Regions from separate parts of the Rattus norvegicus genome. Here region 2 is linked to region 1. The links are chromatin contacts, called in public Hi-C maps. All regions are on one chromosome and are shown on one strand. The core of a region is the stretch at or near the end of the contact, and the rest is flanking DNA. Distances in the headings are between cores, read along the strand shown.

The links. Hi-C and Micro-C count contacts between places; a contact is called where the count stands out from the background.
Region 2: a Hi-C map of Schwann cells shows a contact between it and region 1, with 6 times the contacts expected there. The contact joins two enhancer-like sites. A contact is called at or near these places in 8 of 12 Hi-C or Micro-C datasets (the A7r5 cell line, the Rat2 cell line, Schwann cells and 5 more).

What each region holds. Positions count from the first base shown.
Region 1 is chr3:39,296,919-39,301,484 of GRCr8, reverse strand. It overlaps the pseudogene Rps16-ps8. Among named protein-coding and RNA genes, the nearest start is that of Dab2ip, 14 kb to the left of the region's middle. Within about 2 kb of position 2,139, at least 11 of the 93 cell types and tissues checked have an H3K27ac peak or open chromatin away from gene starts, as enhancers often do.
Region 2 is chr3:39,400,076-39,404,641 of GRCr8, reverse strand. All of the region lies in intron 2 of Dab2ip (DAB2 interacting protein), which reads right to left. Among named protein-coding and RNA genes, the nearest start is that of Dab2ip, 90 kb to the right of the region's middle. Within about 2 kb of position 2,166, at least 2 of the 93 cell types and tissues checked have an H3K27ac peak or open chromatin away from gene starts, as enhancers often do.

The DNA of each region.
Region 1 (4,566 bases), core at 890-3,389:
AGACCCCGAGCTCGTCTATGGAGATCAAGCCAGCTCTTAAGGATCTAGCAGTCCAGGAGGCACCCCTGTCTATTCTAGGTGTCCCCAGAGAAGGTCTAGAACAGAAGAGGTTCATGGCCTCACTCACAGGTTGGCTTCCCCATCGAGAATAGACTTCAGAGGGGTAGAGCTGATGTCAGGAGAAGGGGAGACAGGAACTGAATTGACGCAACAAGAAATCTAGGGCCAGGTAGTCCCCATGGGGATGTGAGAAGTTTCGGGATTCTGGCATGCTCTGTAGATAGCCACGGGCTTTCCTGATGGGTTGGCTGTAGGAGGGGAAGGGGTAGGGGAAGGGAAATGGACAGCAAGGTTCCTGTTTCCCAGGGCAAAGGATGTGGTCTATGGGTGAGGAGCAGAGCAGTGGCTGAGCCTAGGGCACTCTGATCACCAGGATACGGTAGAGAGGCTGGCACCTGTGTAAAGCCGGGCCTAGGGTGAGGGGCAGGTTCATCCCCTTCAGGGGCAGATGGGATTGAAATATATATGCCTACAGGCAGCACCAGGAGACAGAGAAGGTGGAGAAGTCTAAGGAAGTAAGCCTGGCCTTAGAGGATGGGAATGAGAAGAAACTGCCCAAGAAGGGGAACAAGCCGGCATGTGGTAGGAGATGACTCAGGAGCAGGGGACCCCCAAAGCTGGGAATTCAATAAGGATAATGCACTTGGCACTTAGGCGGTGGCGAGAGGCCATAGGGTAAGGACCAAATGCCATCTGCAATCAAAAGGTAGACCATGAGCAAGGGCCACACGGTGTCAACAAGATGAGAACAAGGGAAGCTCTGCTGATTGTGGGAACCTCACAGAGTGACACTAAATCAGCGAGGGCTTCCTGAAAGAACGGTGGTGTGAACAGAAACTGAAGGAATTTACACACATCCCCTAGAAACAGAGGTGGCCGCCCCGGGTGGGGGAGCAAAATGAACTCAGGAAAGGAAGAACCACAGCATGTCATTTGAGGAACTGAAAAAGATAGACAGGAAATGAATTACCTCACAGGATCCTAGGAGTCACAGAGCATTGGTGGCGGGTGGGTGATGGAGTCCACCCCGAGATAGACTGTGGGGGAGAAACAGGTAGAGAATAGATATAGTCAGGTGACAGAATGCAGGGACATTCTCTGGAAGCTGTCTATAACCAGTACGTCAGTGGGGGCTACATGCTGGGTCTAGTCGGCGTGTGCTGGAAAGAGACCAGGCTGATGGATACCTATCTTGTGTGTTGACTTCAGTCTGATCCAGAGAGAGCTGTATGTCAGGAGCCCTGGAAGCGCCTTTACCATGTCTCTGGGTTCCCCTAAAGGACCCCCCGCCGCCAGGCAGTGACTGTTTTCCAGCCTTGGTACACAGTGCAGGGACATGTGAGAGCCTGCTGGGTGCCCCAGGTCCTGGCACAGGAGAGAGGCGATGATCCAGGCAGACAGGCTCTGGGTTCCCATAGAGCCCTGCCCAACATATGGCCAGAATCCGGCGTAGCGTTGGGGAGGGAGGGAGCTGGAGAGAATTCCAGAAGGACGCAGTATTTATGCTACAGGAAGTGGAAGAGCGTTCACAAGAACGGGAGCAATGAGTGACAGACAGAAGGGAGGAAAGGGATCTAAGGAGTCGGAGCATGGGTTGATTCCTGGAAGCCCATGAGTCCCAGAAGCCAGCTTCGGAACTTGACTTTCTTCTAAGGGTGGTAGGGAGCTGTGGAAGGTCCTGAGCAGACATCGCTTGCTCAGGGACTGAGGTCAGAGGCCCCAGTTTCCGTGCAGAGGGAGCCAGGACCAACCACTTCGCCACAGACCCCCCCCTCTCTTACAGTTAACTCCCGTCACAGGCGAGGTGGGCCACGATGGCTTCCGCTCCTGCAGAACCTAGAACTCAGTACCTCGAAAGCAGATCCTGAAGGTCATACAGGCTTGACCAGAGTATCGACGCTTGTCACTAGCAGATGTGAAGCTATTTGACTCACAGCAGCAGGAGCCACCCATGGGGTCTGCTGACTTACTGAGAGTCTACTCCAAATGCCACCTACTGAGGCTGTCGGCAGGATGCTGAGGAAATAAATCTGTTCTCTAAGACACCCCACCCCTTCTCTCCATGGTCCAGGGGCTGGAAGCAGTCGGCAGCCTAGCAGCGCCACCGTGTGGTCGAGCTGGGCCAGCACAACAAGGCGGTTCCGCTCGGAGCCAGGACATTTGTTTGTTTTGCCCAACCAGAAAGGTGCTCTAAGCCCTGGGTTCCATTCCCAGTCCTCTTTTCACTTTCCTTTTCCTTTTTCTTTAAAAACTCTTTTTGAGACAAAGTCTCCTTAAATTGCCTAGGCTGGACTTGAACTCACTCTGTAGCACAGACAGGCCTTGAACTCAAAATCCTCCTGTTTCAGCCTTCTAAGTAGCCGGGGTTACAGACATGTACCACCAGGCCCAGCTAAGGACACTTAATTATATAAAGATTCTCATGATGTATTTTCAACCTACTTCTTCAACATTATCATTGGTCTGTTGGTGATTGGCAAGTATTAGGTAATATTTATCTAATGCAAATGTATAAATGACATGGATTCTATGAGACAAAAATAGACATTTTTTTTTCAGAATTATCATCTCTTATCTGCCAAGTTAAACACGGATCATACTTTGTCAAATAGGCTTCAGTGTTTTTTCTACAGAACATGGTGTGTGTGTGTGTGTGTGTATGTGTGTGTGTATGTAGTGTGTGTGTATATATATATGTGTGGTCCCAACCATCTGTAATGAGATCTGATGCCCTTCCCTCTTCTGGTGTGTGTCTGAAGACAGTGTACTTATATATAATAAATAAATAAATCTTTAAAAAAATGTGTTTGTGGGCCAGGCAGCGGTGGCACACACCTTTAATCCCAGCCCTTGGGAGAGAGAGGCAGGCGGATCTCTGAGTTTGAGGCCAGCCTGGTCTGCAGTGTGAATCCCCCGATGGCCAGTCCTAAAGAGAAAAACCCTGTCTCAGAAAAAAAAAAATGTGTGTGTTTGTGTTTGTGGTATGCAAGGGCTGTGTGTGCGCTCTCACCTGTGGGAGTGTACATCTGTAGGCACACATATGGAGCCTGAGGCAGACATTGGGAATCTTCCTTCACTCTTCTTCACTGAGGCAGGGTCTCCCAGCTGAACCCGGACCTTGGCCACGTGGTAGTTTGCTTAAGCAGTGTCTCGGTTAGGGTTTGACTGCTGTGAGCAGACACCATGACCAAGGCAACTCATATAAGGACAGCATTCAATTGGGGCTGGCTTACACGTTCAGAGGTTCAGTCCATTATCATCAAGGGAGGGAGCAGGGTAGCATCCAGGCAGGCCTGGTGCAGGAGGAGCTGAGAGTTCTACATCTTCATCTGAAGGCTGCTAGTGGAAGAATGGCTTCCAGACAGTGACACACCCACTCCAACAGGGCCACACCTCCAAATAGTGCCACTCCCTGGGCAAAGCACATTCAAACCACCACAGGCGGCTTGATCCAGCAGTCCCCTATAGCTACTTTTGGGTTTTTTTTTCTTTTTTTTTTCAGAGCTGGGGACCGAACCCAGGGCCTTGTGCTTGCTAGGCAAGCGCTCTACCACTGAGCCAAATCCCCAACCCCCCCTATAGCTACTTTTGGAGCTCTGGGATTACTGGTGGCCCATCAGGCCCTCCTGGCATCTACATGGCATTGTGGGTTTGAGCAGCACCTTCACACTAATAAGCAGGGTCATTATCCACTGTGTCCTCTCTACGCCCGACCACTGAAGTGATTTTTTAAAAGAATTATTTATTTATTTATTTATTTATTTATTTATTTATTTATTTATTTATTTATTTATTTCATGTACACTGTTACACTCTTCAGACACACCAGAAGAAGGCACTGAATCCCATTACAGATGGTTGAGGTGGTTGTGAGCCACCATGTTGTTGCTGGGAAATTGAACTCAGGACCTCTGGAAGAGCTCTTAACCATTCGGCCATCTCTCCAGCCCCAATTGAAGAAATTTTTATTAGCGTTTTTTTTTAAAATTATCTTTTGATGTTTCTTTATGCTTCACGTTTTAAAATTCAAAACGTATTCTACACATACATACACATCCTTTTAAAACTTTATCCTTGTTGGGTTCAGTATTTATATTGATCATGCCACGGTTTTATTGATTTGTTAGTGTCCCTTTCTATCCTAAAACCAGCACGTCACAGCGCAGCTTGACTTGCTGAATGACTAATGAATACAGTCATCCTCGCTGACGCATATATGCAGGAACCATTGCTTTGTACAGACAAACTTGTTTAAATTCACCACATCCTTTCTTCGCTGCCCTTTCTTTCTTTCTTTCTCTCTTTCTCTCTCTCTCTTTCTTTCTTTCTTCCTTCCTTCCTTTCTCTCTCTCTCTCTCTCTCTCTCTCTCTCTCTCTCTCTCTCTCTCTTTCTTTCTTTCTTTTATTTTTAAAGTCCTAGGATGTTTATTACAAAGGTAAACCCTGATCCTTGAGACTGGCTTTTCGGTAAGATTTCTGGTACCGGGGACGGGCACCGGAACCGCC
Region 2 (4,566 bases), core at 917-3,416, 100 kb before region 1:
CTAAGGCAGGCACTGAGGATTCCAAGGAATCTGAAGCTGGCCCTGCCCTTGAGAAGGTCATGATGAGCTGGTGGAAGAGAGGCACACAGCGGATCGTTAGTGACAGAGCGGAGAAGGAGAAGGACATGAGGCTCATATCCTGAAGTCGGGGAGGGAATGTCTGCCCAGGAAGGCCAAAGCAAAGGACGGAAGGCTGGCAAAAAGATTAACCAGTACAAAGGCAGAGGCTGAGGCAGGCCTGCGAGGACCTGGATGCCTGGATGCCAGTGGGTGGAGAAATGGATCCACCCACTCCCACGAGAGGCCATCTAAGGCGCTAGGGCAGGGGAGGGGCATGGCTCCTCTCAGACGCTCCACAAGTAATTCTACAGGCAGTGGTTCATCGAGATGTTAGACTTGTGTAGGAAACACATGTCAGAATCCGCCACCTCCACAGAAGGCCTCCTGGCTTCAGAAACCATTCCTGCCCAAGGACTCACATGTAATTACATCTGTAATCCAAACCCAGTGCCACGTGCTCACTTTGTATTCACAGCAGGAAAAAGTGTGTTCAGGGGTGGAGGGATGTGGTTCCTTTGGCACAGTGCTTGCCCAGCCTACACAAAGCCTGTAGTTTGATTCCCCAGTACTGTATAAACCAGGCATGAGGGTGTATGCCTGTCCTCTTAGCACTTAAGAAGTGAGGCAGAAGACCAAGAGCCCAAAAAAGAAAGGGCACGGGGCTCGGGAGATGCCTGTCAGGAAAGTATATGCCACACAAAAATGAGAACCTAAGTCTAATCCCTAGAGGCCATGAGAGGAAGAAAAAAAAAAAGTCAGGCTCAGTGGCACATGCTGGAAAAGTAGAGACAGACACACCCCCGGGGCTCACTAGCTAGTCAGCTTAGACCCCAGTAAACTCCAGGCTAATAATGAGAGAGAGAGACCCTATGTCTCAGGGACAGGAAGTGAGGGGAGAGCAGGAGAGAAGGGAGAGAAGCTGAGAAGGGATCTCAAAGTCAACACGCATGTGCAAGCACACAAACACTGATGGATACACACATGTGCAAGCACACAAACACTAATGGATACACACATGTGCACACACACAAACATTAATGAATACACACATGTGCACACTAATGGATACACACATGTGCACAGACACAAACACTAATGCATGCATACACACACACACACACACACAGAGCCAGCTGAACCCTATCTCCATCTAGGGTCCTGATCCAGGAAGGGGACAGGGCCTGCAGGACCACAGGGTGGGTACAAAGAACCTCTCAGGCACCTGCTGCCCATGTGCTGAGCCGGCGAAGGCAGGAGAAGGCAGCATGGATTCTGATGTCAGCCCTGACCCTTCCTAACTGTGTAACCCAGAACAGTGTGCCTCCTCTCTGTGAGTCTGGCACTCCTCCTCCATGAGGAGGAGACTAATAAATGACACTGGCTAGCACAGAGTGGCCACAGGCAGCTAGCAAGGTCCATGAAGCCTTCTGCATCCAAGTGCTGGAAGGAGGCAGCGTTAGCGGGCCCTTCTCTTTGTTCAATGTAGTCATCTTGGAAAGTGAAATGTGTGTGGCCTAGGGTTGTAAGGAGGAAATGAACACTACTGCAGTCTGCCCCAGGGAGCTGCAAAAAAACAGGTTTATGATTCTCTACCATATAGTCCCTATGGTCAGCCATGCTGAGCTAGGGACCCTGTGCAGAGGACCTGGCCTATCATCTGCCTTACTTGGGATGCCCTCCTATTCCCTCCCAAAGTAGTGGGAAAGCTAACAAGGAGCCCAGGGGGTCTGCAGATAGTTCAGTATGGCAGGATCTAAATATTTGGTATCCCCCGCCTGGTGACTGCAGGGCCCTAACCCTTCCTGTCAACTCACACTAGCCCCTCACTCTGAGCCTTTCCTGATACAAGCCTGCTGTGGCCCCAAACCTTGGTCCTCCAAGGACCCCAAAGATCAAAGCAGAGGTCCAGGTGTCTGAAGAACTCAGGCCAAGCCAGCTCAGCCAGCCCCAACCGTCATTAGTCAACTGGATGCTCCTTGACCAGTGTTACTGTCACCACAGCTCATCCTGCAGCCTTCATACCTCAATGGCTCTCTGTGGCCATAGGTACAAACTAGGACTTCAGCTCTCACTGCGGAAAGTCACCCAGATGTCCACTTGCTGCCCTCTGCTGCCCCCCGCTGGTAGGAAAACACCCTGCAGACTGGCCAGCTCTGTCCCTCTTACTGTCCTCTTAGAACACTAGCTCTGGTTCCCTAAGCCTCTTACTCTCTCACCTCTCTCCAACTCCAGGTCCTGGCAGCACCTCAGCGCTCAGTCAAGGATGCTGACGCTTTGGGGCAGTGAGAGACAGTGCGAAGGGGAGAGACAGGCCCCACCACCTGGGGTTCTGGGGAAAGTAGGGGAAGCGTTTACCCTAAAACACAAGCAGCAAGGGTTAGACACTGAGTGGCTAAATGTCGACCTGCAAGCTTACGAGCCCTCACAGCTGCCCTGTTTGGAAATGAAGAAAGCGGTCTGGAGACAGGTGACTTGCCCACCGAGGGGAGCAGTGGCCAAGAATCAGATGGGCTCCTTACCAGGTGCTCTGTCGGGAGAAGTCAGCACTATCTTCCCGGAGCACACACAGGTGGAGAGGAAAATCCCTCAGACCACTCCATCTCCCAAGCCCCAGTCTCTGACCCCTGCATGCCATCCCGAGCGAGAAAACCTAAAGGAGCCTGAGACACAGGCTGAGAAGCAGCCTTCACACCTTAGCCGTCACAAGGGAGGGTCTGGCAGAGAACAGGGGACACTCTGGAAGTTTCTAGAACTGAAAAGGTAGTACGGAACTGTGCTTCTTCTCCTCCCTCTCCATGTTCCTATCCAGCTGCCCGAGGCTGGGCTACTGCTTCCTTAACTGAGCAAGCAGACCCTGACGAGGACATCTTAGCTCAAGGGATGGAGGGTGAGGTGAGAACAGCAGTTGGCCTGATCCTTTAACCCACCCTGAATCCCTGATCTGTCCAAATCTGTCTACTGATGGCACCCTGACTCCCTGCCTGAGCCCAAGTACCGACAGTCTCATCCGCCTCATGGTCCTGGCCCCTTGTTCATTCAGACAGGAGACTGCTACTGTCCCCCAGCCCTGCCCCATCCTGAACAACTCCAGCATCTGGTGCTCTGACCGAATTCCCTCTCTAGAAAAGGACCTCCCCCCACAGAAGGCGCACACGCTGAGAATGGCAGACTCTCCGACCAACTCACCCACCTTCTGCACGTCTGTTCACACGTGGGGAGACTACAGGAGTAGGGAGATGACAGAGCAGCTGAAAGTCTCAAGGGGGCACCCCAGAAACCACCACCCTTAGCCGCCATCCCCTATAGCAGCTCCCCGCATCCTATATAGGAGGAAGTGCAAAAGCTTCTGTGCTCTCACTGAAGCCCCTCGCATTTCTCCCTCAGCTTTTCTTTCATGCTTCCAACACTCCAAGCAGGACCACTGGTTTGTTCATGCTTGGTTATGTCTTCCTCTAACTACTATCTCCTTTGTTGAGAAACTCCTGCATGTCCCTTAAAGTAAAGGGCCCCCACTGTAAGAATTCTCCCATCTTCTTCAGCCAGACAGCTTCCGCACAGCACCCCAGGCACACCACCACTGAATTAGAAACACATAGTTCATGCACAGCCTGGCACTAGCAAAAGTGAATCGTGAAGACCTGCTTCTCGAAACATGTGCACTCAACACAGTGCTGAGTTTATCTGCAGCTTCTGCAGCCCCCGGAGCCTTCCCCTCTATGACACTTCTCCATCTCATGAAAAAAGAAAAGAAAAAAAAATAGCCCTGAGACCTAATTTCAGCCGAACCTTCAAACGTCTCCACTTCCAACTTCCCGAGGACGGATCAACTGGCTGCCAAGTTTCCCTGAGTCTCTGCCGCCTCCCAGCTGACCCTGCTAGACTCCTCAAGGTCAACAGCATGGGCGGGCGGAGGAAGGAGGAAGAAGGAAGAACTGAGCCCACACCTAGACACGGTATAGGCCAACGGGCTTCCAGGGAACCACAGCAGTCAGCATTTCCTTGTCTCCTGCCAACCTGATTCCTGGGAACACACTCCAAGACTGTGGCCCAGAAGGGCTTGGGTCGACCTGCAGATTCCAGGCCCTACCTCCCACACGGTCTTTCACCTCTGTCTTCCTCCTCCCCAATACAGGGAAGACAGACCTGGGTGAGCATCCCAGACACCTCCAAGAGAGGAACAGGAGGCCACTGTGGTCACCTACTCTCAGCCCCAGCCCCATGGGCTCTTTATCCCAGGTCCCCCACAGCTCTGGTACACACAGTCTCCTGGGGAGACACAGACCCATGCTCACTGCAGCCCATAGGGGTAGCCATACAGGAGAACAGGGACGACCTGCAACTCAATCAAGTCACAAAGCTGGCACCAGGCCTTGAGGCCACATTATATTAAGCACAGGGCCATCATCTTCACAGAAAGAAAAAGATGAGGCTCTCTCCACCCCCACACTCTAAGGGGCTGTCATCCAGGTCCCACTGAGCCACCTATGCCCTGTGAAACAGCTGTGG